Regions from separate parts of the Pan troglodytes genome. Here region 1 is linked to region 2. Evidence: chromatin contacts called from public HiChIP or PLAC-seq data. All regions are on one chromosome and are shown on one strand. The core of a region is the stretch at or near the end of the contact, and the rest is flanking DNA. Distances in the headings are between cores, read along the strand shown.

The links. HiChIP or PLAC-seq counts read pairs in DNA pulled down with a chosen protein or histone mark.
Region 1: an H3K4me3 HiChIP or PLAC-seq map of stem cell-derived excitatory neurons shows a contact between it and region 2, with 3 times the contacts expected there. The contact joins the promoter of PFKFB4 here to the promoter of ATRIP in region 2. A contact is called at or near these places in 1 of 7 Hi-C or Micro-C datasets (stem cell-derived neural progenitor cells) and 1 of 1 datasets of contacts at active chromatin or transcription factors (stem cell-derived excitatory neurons).

The regions. Positions count from the first base shown.
Region 1 is chr2:52,584,071-52,589,997 of NHGRI_mPanTro3-v2.0_pri, reverse strand. It overlaps PFKFB4 (6-phosphofructo-2-kinase/fructose-2,6-biphosphatase 4), which reads left to right and starts at 4,276. Exons shown (of 15, transcript XR_010155191.1): 1 at 4,276-4,487. It overlaps UCN2 (urocortin 2), which reads left to right. Exons shown (of 1, transcript XM_054681834.1): 1 at 1-2,853.
Region 2 is chr2:52,473,993-52,480,811 of NHGRI_mPanTro3-v2.0_pri, reverse strand. ATRIP (ATR interacting protein) reads right to left here and starts at 5,103. Exons shown (of 12, transcript XM_063805739.1): 1 at 5,003-5,103; 2 at 1,633-1,766; 3 at 1-80. The coding sequence starts at 1,734.

The sequences.
Region 1 (5,927 bases), core at 3,027-5,526, 110 kb before region 2:
GGTTACCCCACTCTGGAGCTGCAGGGGGCAGTGGCCCTGGCCAGTTTGGTTGCAGGATGGACAGAGGCTCGTTAGGAGGCAGCTCCCTGACCGACCTGGGGCCGGGGAGCAGCAGGCAGGGTAGGCACGGGACAGCGTGGGGAGGGTGGAGGGTTAGGGAAAGACCTGGATGAAGTCAGGGTGGTGCTGGAGGGGTGCGAGAGTGTTGGGGGGTCTCTCCTGGTTTAGGGGTGCTCTGAGGGGCATTCATCTGTCAGTGGCCCGAAGGAGGGGGAAAACTGTCGCCCTGCAAGGGAGAGGGGGCTGGGCCAAGGGGGAACTATAAATAGTGTCTTCCTCCAGCCCAGGGGGAGGGACCGCCAGCTGGAGCTGCCCAGGCCCTCCTGCTCTGCTCTTTGCTGGCCTCCAAGGGATCATGTTTGTCCAGGTTTCCTCTTGGGGTCACACCAGTTTGGGGAAGTCTAGAGGCTCATTTAGGATGGGTTTCACATGATGTGGCTTTAGCCCTTAAACCAGCACTTCTAGGGTGTCTGCTGTGTGCCCTGTGCCAGTCCTGAGCTTCTCTGAACACCTGCTGTGTACTCAGTTTGGTCATGAACCTCTCTGAACCCTTTCTGTGTGCCCTTGCTGGTCCTGAATCCCTAAGCACCTACTGTACGCCCTGTGGCAGGCTGGAAGGAGGAAGTGCAGATCAGGGTTCCCAGGCTGCTTGGTGACATGGTTCTATAACCTGAAGTTAGAACCTCACACTCCTTGTGAGCCCTGGGCCCAGGGAGACACAGGGGACAATCCTTTGCTGGAAATGGCCAGAGGAAGCTGGAATTCCTGGAAACTCCTGAACCTCCCAGTGGACAGCAGGGCTGGGGGTGGAGAGATATATGTGGGAAGGGAGGCAGCAGAGAGCAGCAGGCCCCACTGCAGCCTGCCTGTCTCTGCACATGCTGGGGTGCAGGACTTGTGAGTGTGTGTGCATCTGTGTGTGCATGTGCAGCTGTGCTAGTGTCTCTGTGTGCATCAGTGTGTGGGCCTGTGTGGCATGCACTGAAACCCCTGGGTCTTTATGCTGCAAAGGGTGGTTTGTGGGCCAGATGTGGTGGCTAACGGCTATAAACCCAGGGCTTTGGGAGGTTGAGGCGGGAGGATCGCTTGAGGCCAGGAGTTCAAGGCTGCAGTGAGCCATGATTGCACTATGTGCTCCAGGCTGGGTAACAGGAGCGAGACTGTGTGTGTGTGTGTGTGTGTGTGTGTGTGTGTGTGTGTGTGTGTGGTGGGATGGTTTGGCAGTTCTGTCAGGGCTGGCCAGTAGATACAGGGACTGGGAAGAGTTTGAGCTTTGAGAACTGGCCACCACATGGCTTCTAGGCTGGGACACTGGGAGGAAATCCAGTGGTCAGTGCAGAGGGCACCCTGGGAGCCAACCAGGGTCAGGCCAGCCAGGTTCATGGTGGGCAGAGGCTGAGCAGAACATGTTCACACATGTGTGTACAGACATCCCAGCATACTTCCCACGCCTGGGACAGAACAGCTGGCTCACTTTGGGATATACTGAGGAGGAAAAAGCCATGAGGGCCAGGGATTCTACCGGGCATCCGCTGATGCTGAGAGAGCAGACACTGGGACAGCATCTCCATGGAGAGGACACGGGGGAGTGGGAGCACACATGTGAAGGTGGACTGTGCGATTCCACTGTAGTGTGGCAGGCAAGGTCTGGAAGGCTGGGGGTTGAGCTGAGTCCATGCTGCACTGTGGACTCGCTTTGTGATCTTGGACCCTTCTCCCTCTTCCTGACCCTCAGTTTCCCACCTGACAAACAGGGCCATGGGAGGGGAGATGGAGAATATCCTCAGAGCAGATGTGGACGGTGGCCTTCGGGGGGAACCCCAGGCATCTCCTGATGTTGACCTGTGGCCTTCCAGCTGGACATAGGGCCTTGAAGGAGGGTGCCTGGGTCAGCCACGGGTAGACTTTCTGGGGAAGAGAGGAAGGTGCAGAGCTGTTGCATTTCCTGGGAACCAGGCTCATCCTCGTGTGAGGATGCCTTCCCAGAGATAGCCCTGGCCCCCTGCCCAGGCCAGCTGTCCTCTACCCCCAGCCCTTGATTAGCATCCCAGGAGGTCTGGGAAGAGAATGGACAGGCCGGAGGAGGTGCTGGGTGTCTGTAGATATCAGAGGAGATAGCTTTTGCAATGAGTGCTGCGGGATAGACAGGGTGTGGGCATGTGGTAATGAGGTCTCAGAGGCCACGGTGGCCCCAAGATGGCCTTGGCAGTGGCCAGAAGACAAGAGGGCTGGCTGTGTCACGAACAGAATGAGTGGCTTTGGAGAAGTAGGGAGCAGGTCACGAGGGGCACCCAGCTCATCAGGAGCCGCCCATGGATGTGCTCAGATCTGCTGGGACTGGGGTGGAGGAATAAGCGGGTAGATACCGCAAAAGGAGGATGAGGAAGGAGGAAGTTGTTGACCCTGCCTGGGGCAGGGTGTTCCCAGGGCAAGCAGCTAGAGCTGGTTTGGGGGAGGGTCCAGATGGGCTTCCAGCATGTGGACCTTCGGAATCTTCAGTTCCTATGAAGTGGGCAAGACATCTGTGTCAGTCATCTTAAGGGTCCTTGCCAAGCTTTAAAGAGCTGGGTGGACTTGGACTGATCCAAGGCAGGGCTGTGGCAGGGAGGGCATGGGAGTGGGTGCTACACCTATAGCCCACGAGGCCAGTCTTGTTGCCAGTCCCATGCCCTCAACACCTGGCTCCTGGCTGGGTACACACTGGGCAGAGAGAACCTGAGGATGCAGGGCACCTGCCAGGGGTGTTGTGGATGACATCGCTAGAGGGCAGTGTGGCTCAGGTTGAAGCCGTGTTGGTGGGGGCTGGGGCAGAGAGTGTACAAAGCTTGGAGAGGCGGGGCTGGGGATCCCGAGGAGGCGGGAAACTGCAGGAGTCCGGTGGGGGCCAAACAAGAAAGTGAGCCAGGGGTTTACGAACTTCTGGATCTCTCCCTTGTTCCTTGTCCCCAGTGCATTTTCAAAGACAAGAGGGAGATACAAATATAGTAAAAGGCAACCATAACGTATTTTAAAATGAATTTCTTAGAGATTGACATACTTAATTTATACTGTAATACTGTAAGATAGACAATGTGCACATCCCATTTTCCTGATGAAGAGAAAATGTTATTAACATATTATTTTCAAAAAATATGTAAAACTTTAGTTAAAAAAACCAAAATACTAACAAAAACAAAAAAAAATTGTAAAAAATGAAATTCTGGAAAGACAATTAAGATACTCCCAGGGCTCAGTGAGTACCCAAAGTACTTGGTTACTAAGTGCCACGCACGGCCGGGCGCGGTGGCTCACGCCTGTAATCCCAGCACTTTGGAAGGCTGAGGAGGGCGTATCACCTGAGGTCAGGAGTTCGAGACCAGCCCGGCCAACGTGGTGAAATCCCGCCTCTACTAAAAATACAAAAATTAGCAGGGCGTGGTGGTGGGCGCCTGTAATCCCAGCTACTTGGGAACCTGAGGCAGGAGCAGCCCTTGAACCCGGGAGGCGGAGGTTGCAGTGAGCCAAGATAGCGCCATTGCACTCCAGCCTGGGCAACAGGAGCGAAACTCCGTCTCAAAAAAAAAAAGTCCCACGCATGTGCTCCCAGCAGCCAAAGCAAAGAAAGAGGAACAATATTGAAATGTGTTTTGAGTCTCTATCCATGAGGTAAAAGAGCTTTTCCAGCGTGGTTGAGCATGCTCCTATGGACGGCGGAAGAGTCCCGGGGCTCGGAGCAGTCAAGGGGGACCCCGAGCAGGGGCAGGAGGGCGCAGCGGAGTTGACGGCTGGGACTGCAGGCCTACTGGCCCCTGTCGGCTCTGACCAACCTGGCCGTGCGGGTCACGTAGGCCTCGTCCCACTGCATGAAAACCCCTCCCTCCTGGGGGCCCTGGGCTCCCTAGCAAGGAGGTAGCAGAATTCACGCGTGCCGCTGCTCAGGGATGCAGCGCCAGGGCGGAGCCCGTCGGTGGGGCCTATGCAAATCAGCGCGGGCAGGTTGGGAGCGCTGAGTTTGCGCATCCGGGGCGGGCCTGCACAATCCGGGCCTTGAACTGGGGCGGGGCCAGTGCAATCCGGAGTTGAGCATGCGCATTCTCGATCCTGGCCTGAAGAACTGGGCCCACTTGTTCCAAAACGGGCGGGTAGGTGAGTTGGGCATGCGTGGTCGGAGGCCGGGCCCCTTTCAGCTGGGGCGGAGCCTACTCACTCTGGGGCGGGACCTGCGGGAAGATAGACATGGGCTGTCGCGGCTTGAGGAGGGGCGGGGCCCAAGGGGCGGGACCTCGGGTGGCCCGAGGTGGCCCGGCTGCTGGGTTGGAAGCGGCGCAGTCCGACTCATCCCGGCCCCGGGATGGCGTCCCCACGGGAATTGACACAGAACCCCCTGAAGAAGATCTGGATGCCATACAGCAATGGGCGGCCCGCTCTGCACGCTTGCCAGCGCGGTGGTGAGGCGGGGTCCTCTGGGAGGAGGTGGGAGGTGCACCGGGATGGGTGGGTAGGGCGGCCTGGGCGGGGGTCTCGCATGGAGAAGGGGCGGGAGACAGATGGGGAACCGGGGACAGGTGAGGTTGCCGTGACTGGGGAGGCTGCTGGGGACAGGTGAGGCGGTCGTGACAGTGGTGGGCCAGAGACAGGTGTGGCAGAGCAGGGGGCGGGGACAGGTGTGTGGGGGCATATCGGCTTGGCGGTGGCTAGGTCTGGCCACCATCACCTCGGGGAGGGCTCTAGCCCCCTTGCTTCCCTCTCCAATCCCCATCGCCCCCAGCCTGGGGAGGACCCTGTGGGCACCCCAGGCCCTTCCCTCTCTCCTGGCCAAGGAGTGTGGGCCGGGTTGTTGGACTGGAACTGAGCTGTGTGGCCCTAGGTGAATTACTTGGCCTCTCTGAGCCCAGAACTTTCAAAGGTGGGCTAGTTTTCCAACAGGAGGAAGGGTGCCTCTTGGCCTTAAAGCTGAGCTTGGGCAGGAACTTCAGCAGAGATGTGCTCAGGATAGAGACAGAAAAGTATGCCGTGTGGGCCTGTGTCTGTGTCCCGGGACATGTAAGTATCCACCTGGGGTCATGGGTGTACAGTAAAACTGGAGAGTGAAACAGCTAGGAGAATGCTGAAATTCATGGAATTGTTAAGGGGCTCACCTCTCCTAGGGTCCCAGGTGTTTAAACCGCTTCCTTGAGTTTCTGCCTGTCCTTAAATGAGCTGGCAGTTTTTTTTTTTTTTTAAGAGATGAGTCTCGCTCAGTGGCCCAAGCTGGAGCAAGTGCAGTGGCGTGATCATAGTTCACTGCAGCCACGACCTTCTGGGCTCAAGCAATCCTCCCACCTCAACCTCCCGATTAGCTGGGATTATAGGTGCGCCACCACACCCAGCTTTTTTTTTTTCTTTTTTCTTTTTTTTGTAGAGACAGGGTCTTGCTATGTTGTCTGGGCTGGTCTCCAACTCATAGCTTCAAGTGGATCCTCTGGCCTTGGCCTTCTGAAGTGTTGAGATTACAGGCGTGGGTCCTGGCCTGCAACTTTTTTATTACCAGGAAAAGAAAGATTTGTTTTAGGAGTAACTGAAACATTGTAATGAATTTGCAGCTTGTCCAGGACCTCAGAGAACATCTAGTTTAACAGACAGTGAAATGGAGATCAGGAGATTGAGTGACATGCCTGGGTCTCCCTGTGATCCTGCCTCTGCTTATGTATGATAAGCAAGGGGAGAGTTCTTTGTGCTCATCCTGCTGCAGCAGCCTGGAGCCATGGCTTTGATCATGATATGAGTCCTGGGGGAAGGGTGTGTGTATTTCTGGCCACACTGTGAGTCCTGGCAGGGGAAGGCCATGTTTCTGACCAGACCAAGTCGTGGTAACTCATGGCTTTGATTGTGATGTAGGTCCTGGTGGG
Region 2 (6,819 bases), core at 3,854-6,353:
GATTCCGTCTGATGTAGTGAGTCTCGCAAAATTTTAATTTCTCCATTCTTAATGAGAACTTCTTCTTCCATTACTTTCATCTGTAAATCCCAAATTAATCTCGTGAAAACTTTGTAAGAGAAAACTACTTAGGTACTTTGTTTTAACATGTAGTTGGGGGAGATGGAGAAAGCACAGGAAAAACAGACAAATGAGTACTCAAAATATATCCACAGCAACCAGATGTCACCATGGTCTGCTAGGCCTGTTCATGGGACAGCTGATATTCATCAAGATAGCTTAAGCATACACTTGCCACTCATGCATGCAGATTCTTTTTGCCAGGGAGGGGGATGGGGTTGCTTAGGCTGGAATGCTGTGGCACAATCATAGCTCAATGTAACCTTGAACTCCTGGGCTCAAGTGATCCTCTCGCCTCAACCTCTTGAGTAGCTAGGACTACAAAGCATGTGCCACTAGCCTGGCCAATTTTCACTTTTATCTGTAGAGACAGGGTCTCATTGTATTGCCCAGGCTGGTCTTGAACTCTTGGGTTCAAGCGATTCTCTCACCTTGGCCTCCCAAAGTGCTGGGATTACAGGCATGAGCCACCTTGCCTGACCAGATTCCTTTTTTTTTTGAGACGGAGTCTTGCTATTGTCGCCTAGGCTGGAGTGCAATGGCACGATCTCGGCTCACTGCAACCTTCACCTCCCAGGTTCCAGCAATTCTCCTGCCTCAGCCTCCCGAGTAGCTGAGATTACAGGCGCCCGCCACCATGCCTAGCTAATTTTTGTATTTTTAGTAGAGACGGGTTTTCACCATGTTGGCCAGGCTGGTCTCGAACTCCTGACCTCAGGTGATCCACTGGCCTCGGCCTACCAAAGTGCTGGGATTACAGGTGTGAGCCACCGCGCCTGGCTGGATTCTTTAGGCTCTAAGAGGCATTAACAATCTGGGTCGCTGGGTGTGGTAGCTCATGCCTGTAATCCCAACACTTTGGGAGGCTGAGGCCAGGAGTTTGAGACCAGCCTGGCCAACATGGTGAAACTCCGTCTCTACTAAAAATACAAGAATTAGCTGGGCGTGGTGGTGCACACCTGTAGTCCCAGCTACTCTGGAAGCTAAGGCATGAGAATCGCTTAAAACCAGGAGGCAGAGGTTGAAGTGAGCCGAGATTGTGTCACTGTACTCCAGCCTGGATGACAGACTCCATCTCCAAAAAAAAAAATCTGGGTCACATACCTTGCACAACTAAAATTCCACATATTCCTGGTTTTCTTAGGGACCTACAGATGGTGATATGAAGAGTGTCTGCTTTCTTGCAAAGCTGCTAATGAAAATAGCAGCCATTATGAAGTTATATTCTTCACATGAAGATACATGCTATAAATTCATCTTAGTACCCTAACAGTTTGTATCTCTTTTTGGATCTGGTATACAGTGTTTTTCTTCTTGCCTTTGGCATTAGGAATCTCACAATTTAGTTTCTTTCAGCCTAAACTTTCTGGTTTTCTTTCCCTGGTCTTTTCCCATGTCATAAGGATGAATCTAGACACTTGTTTTACAAATTTTGTATATTTTACTGTACAATGCTTCTAAACACGTTAAGTGAATGAATTAGCTACAAAAACCACAAGTTAAGTCACTTACCTTTTCTTTAAGTTCTTTGTATTGTGCCTGAAGTACCTCTAATTCGAAATTATCTTTAATTGGAACAGTTTCTCTGTTTTTCCCTGAAGGATTTTTTGACATGCCATCTAATAATCTGTGGACCTTATGATCACCTGTAAAAAATAGTTCCATATACATTTCAGGACCCAATATTTTCCCACTTTTGCCAGAAAATGCTGAAAATACCCACTTTTTTTTTTTTTCTTTTTTGAGATAGGGTCTTGCTCTGTTACCCAGGTTGGAGTGCAGTGGTGTGATCACTGCTTACTGCCACCTTGACCTTCTGGGTTCAAGTGATCCTCCTGCCTTAGCCTCCTGTGTAGCTGGGACTACAGGTGTGTGCCACCATGCCTGGCTATTTTTTTTTTTTTTTTTTTTTTGGATTTTAGTAGAGATGGCGTTTCACCATGTTAGCCAGGCTGGTCTTGATTTCCTGTCCTCGCGATCCACCTGCCTCAGCCTCCCAAAGTGTTGGGATTACAGGCGTCAGCCACTGTGCCTGGATGCCTGGCTAATTTTAAAATTCTTTGTAGAGATTGGGTCTCCTTATGTTGCCCAGGTTGGTCTTGAACTCCTGGGCTTAAGCAATCCTCCTGCCTTTGCCTCCCAAAGTGCTGGGAAGAATTACTCTTGAGAGCAAAGCAGAGAAAGATCTAGTAAGCAATATAGGTGTTTTTCAACCTAAGAACATGGTTCAAACTCATAAATGATCCTTCTTTTTTTTTTTTTTTTTTTTTTGAGACAGAGTCTCGCTCTGTTGCCCAGGCTGGAGAGCAGTGGCGTGATCTCGGCTCACTGCAACCTCCACCTCCCAGATTCAAGCGATTCTTGTGCCTCACCCTCCTAGGTAGCTGGAATTACAGGCGTGTGCTACCATGCCCGGCTAATTTTTATATTTTTAGTAGAGACGGGGTTTCACCATATTGGCCAGCCTGGTCTCAAACTCCTGGCCTCAAGTGATCAGCCCACCTTGGCCTCCCAAAGTGCTGGGATTACAGGCATGAGCCACCACACCCGGCTGAAACTCATAAATGATCCTTCTAAAACAACAGATCCTATTATTCTTTCCCTATCCTTCATCCAATTCCAAGAGTCTCATCTAAAGCCTGAGGAGATCTCATTGGCCAGAACTCAATGATCTATTTATTATTCAGTAATAGTTACTGACCATATGCAATACGCCAGGCATGTTAGGCTCTACAGGTACAATAGTGAGCAAAATTGATACTTCCTTACACTCACAGAGCTTAAAAGACATTCAACAAATAATCACACAGATAAATGTAAAATTACAACTGTGATTAAGAACTGCAGAAGAGAACAAATACAGGAAAGCCTATAATATGACAGCAATCTGACTTAAGTGGGATGATTGGAACATTTCCCTAGGGAAGACTTGAAGGAGCTGAGAGCTGAAGGACAAGTAGGAATTAACCAGATGAGTGGAAATGAATGAATGAAAAGTATACTCAATGTACAAAGACAGAACAATGTATAAAGTTCCTGTATTGTAAAGAAGCAGAGAGAATTCAAAGAATGTTAGTGCAGCCAGGACCCAGAGAGTGAGAAAGGGCCAAACCAGGCTGGGCCTTGCAGGCCATGTTAAGGATTTTGGTCTTCACACTAGAAGAAATAAGAAATTATTAAAGGGCTTTCATTAGGGGTGTTCATGGCTGGGTGCGGGTGGCTCATGCCTGTAATCTCAGCACTTTGGGAGACCAAGGCGGGTGGATCACCTGAGGTCAGCAGTTTGAGACCAGCCTGGCCAACATGGCGAAACCCCGTCTCTACTAAAAATACAAAAATTAGCCAGGCATGGTGGCGGGCACAAGTAATCCCAGCTACTTGGGAGGCTGAGGCTACTCGGGAGGTTGAGGCAAGAGAATCTCTTGAACCTGGGAGGTAGAGGCTGTGGTGAGCCAAGATGGCACCACTGCACTTCAGCCTGGGTGACAGAGTGAGACTCCGTCAAAAAAAAAAAAAAAAAAGGTGTTCACGTATATCTGTGTAAGACACAGCCAGATTTGAGTTTTGAAAAGATCACTCAGAATGTGATGTGAAGCCTCACTTGTAGGGAGTCAAGACTGGAAATGGGAAACCAATTTAGCAGACCATTGTTCAAGGGAGGACTCATGGTAACACAGATCAGGCAGTTGGTAGAAGCAATGTGAATAGGATAGATTCCAGAGAAGGATTAAGAAGGTAAGCTTGACAGGCTTTCCAAATAAATTAGATGTAGAGTCAAGGAAAGGGGAAGAGTCCCTTTGTGCCACTGGATGGAGAGTCGTGCTAGTTACTTCCTTGTGGAACATCTGGTCATCATTCTCTGAATGTCTGCTTTGCCGGCACCATGCTAGAAGTGCTGGAGGAGGACTGGGTTTCCAGGAAATGATCGTGTTGAGTTTAAGGTGCCTTGAGACACCCAAGTACAGATGCAAGGTGCACTCAAAACATTTCTCTTTCTGGGAGTCCTCAAGACTTCACTCACTCCTCAACTAGAATGTAAGCTCCATGAAGGACAGTTTTTGTATTTTGTTCATTGTAAGGTCAGCTGCAGTTCCTCACGTTTGGGCACCTAGCACAGTTTACTGGTTGTATAAAAGAATAAATTTATTTCATCTCTTGCCTGTGTCAGGCTCCTCCCATGCTCACACTGCCCAAGGGAGACAGTGGGCTTCATAAGATCTAAAGCCGCTCAAACTTGTCACAAGAATGGGTCCCCATGCATGGGTAGTGATGGTTCTGATGGTGGTGGTAGGTGTGTTCCAAGGATCTCTGCTTAGAACCAAGAACCAAGTGGCCTAAACTTTAGAAAATAAAGTAAAATGTCAACTTAGCCTTCTGTGTTTCAAATCGGCTGTTTGACCTGGCTAATGCATTTCCCCCTAAATTCAAAGGACCTTCTGGAAGACAACCGCTGCTTAAATCAGGGTGTTCCCATATTTTAAAAAGGCGAAAAGGCAGTGCTGGCCGCGAGGTTCCGAAGCCACAGCCATCAAGGGGATCTGGCGCGGTTGACAACTCCCTCCGAGCAAAAGGCCGCGAGGAGCACTCACTGGACACGTCCCGAGCCGCGGCCGGACATTGGCTCAGGGCCTGTGACGCGAGGGTGTCAAGCTCCTCCAGGTCGTCGGCAGTGAAGTCCCCATGCGCGCCGAACGGGTCGTCAGGGTCCGGGGCAGCGGCTGCGGAGAAGCCCCGGGCCCGCTTGCTCGGGGGGTGCCCGGTGCCCGGCGGCGGGCGGGGGCGAGGCGCCGGGGGCTCGCTCCGCCTCTTGCTGCCTGGCGCGGAGGTCCCCGCCATGCTTTCCGCTCACCCCAAGTATCCGACAGCGCCGAGTTAGACTTGCCTGCCGCCAGGCCGAAGAACTAGACCAACCGTCCGCGCGCCGCCGCTTGCCTCCGCAGCGAGTGCCCCGCCCCCGGCCCAGGGGCCAATCAGCTGGCAGGCGGAGGGCGCGGAGGAATGACGAACGTCCGAGCGCGCCGCCACACCCGGCCCCGCCCGGTGTTTAGAGGTCCACGGGCGGGACTCGGCAGGTTTGCTGCAAGGACTCGGTGCGGCGCGACCCGTTACCGGAGAGGCGGGCCGGAGGCGCACCAGCTCCGCCGCGCTGGTGGCTTTGCGCTCCCTCCCTGGCACTCCGTGGAGGAGGGCCGCGCAGGAGCAGCCTGCCCTAGCATTCACGCGTGTTGCGTTTGAGTCGAGCCAGGCATCATTCAGGGATGTGGTCTCCGTGACCTCGCTTTCCTTCTGCCGCCAGACCCACCTCCCACAAACCCCTAGGCTTTCTTGAGGAGAGTGGAATTTGTTGGGTGAGGAGTATGAATAGAGCTGTCGTGTGCAGACATCTTCGGGTTTAGTGAATGTTTCACATGTGTACATTTGAGGTAGGCCCAGGGAGGAGGAAAGTCCAAGGAGGAATGATGTTTGGAGCTGTTCTTGTGTGGGAGGGGGTGGGAGCTGCTCAGGCTGTTAACATCCATTCCTCTGAGTGCTGGACTGTTTTTTTTCCTAAGCTCTGGTTGTATAGAATAGGGCTCAGGAGGTCAAGGAAGTCCCCCTGTAAATGGCACCTGGGCTGTCCTACAAGTTGAGTCAAGTTAGCAGGATAGAGGGGTAGGAGGCTGACACATAAGACTAACACGAGAATTCTACATTGAAAGGGAGGCCACACAAAGGCCAGGTAACAGTTACCTGTGGCGAACAGAGGTAAAGCTTCACAAAGGAGCAGCAATTTGAGGTGGGCTTGCGTGCCTGACAGATTTTATTGGGCAGCTGTGGTGTGCAGAAGTTAGCCGCAATAGAGAATTTGGCAATGGAGAGTAACAGGAGCAAGACTCTTTCAGCCTTACCTGCTCAGTGCCAAACTTCACCTGTGAGTGTCCTGGGAATATTTGTGAAAGCATTAAATGAAAAGAGTAAATGAAAAAGAGAGTGCTATCAGGGCCTGTAATGTCTAAGGAGTTTAAAATTTTTTGGAGCAACTGGTAGTCTCCGTCAGATAGCTTCCCAAGTGTTGCATGCTTAATTGCTGCAGGACTCTGGTCCTGGAAAGAGACAGGACTGTTCATTTGTTAAAGAGGGATAGGTTCCACCAAGCACCTTGCTTTCAGGAAGTGTGAATCACTGGTGCTCAGGTTTGTTTTAGCAGCATACGGCTGGGTGCCAGCTAGCAAGGCCCCATAGGGAATGCCTGAAGCCTACTGAAGGGTGCTACTGGCTGTGCAACTTTCTGGAGAGGACCAACACAGGCTTCCCCCTGCCCCCTCTCCCGCGTTAATATCTAGTACATTAATCATGAAAGTTTTCAATATTCTAAAACCTAGTTTTGATTTAGCAGTCTCATAATGGTTCCAGAGCTCTCTTTGAAAATATTCTGAGAGAAAGCTGAGCATTATTAACATAATTGTATTAAGGGCCTGGGAGGGAAATCCAAATACTTGTGCTTCTGAATTAATTTTTTTTTTTTAAATACAGGGTCTTGTTCTGTCTCCCAGGCTGGAGTGCAGTGGTGTGATCTTGGCTCACTGCAGCCTCGAACTCCTGGGCTCAAGTGATCCTCCCACCTCAGCCTCCCAAATGGCTGGGACTACAGAAGTGCACCATCACACCAAGCTAAGCGTTTAAAAACATTTAGCACACATTATGGATGGTCTCTGTCTT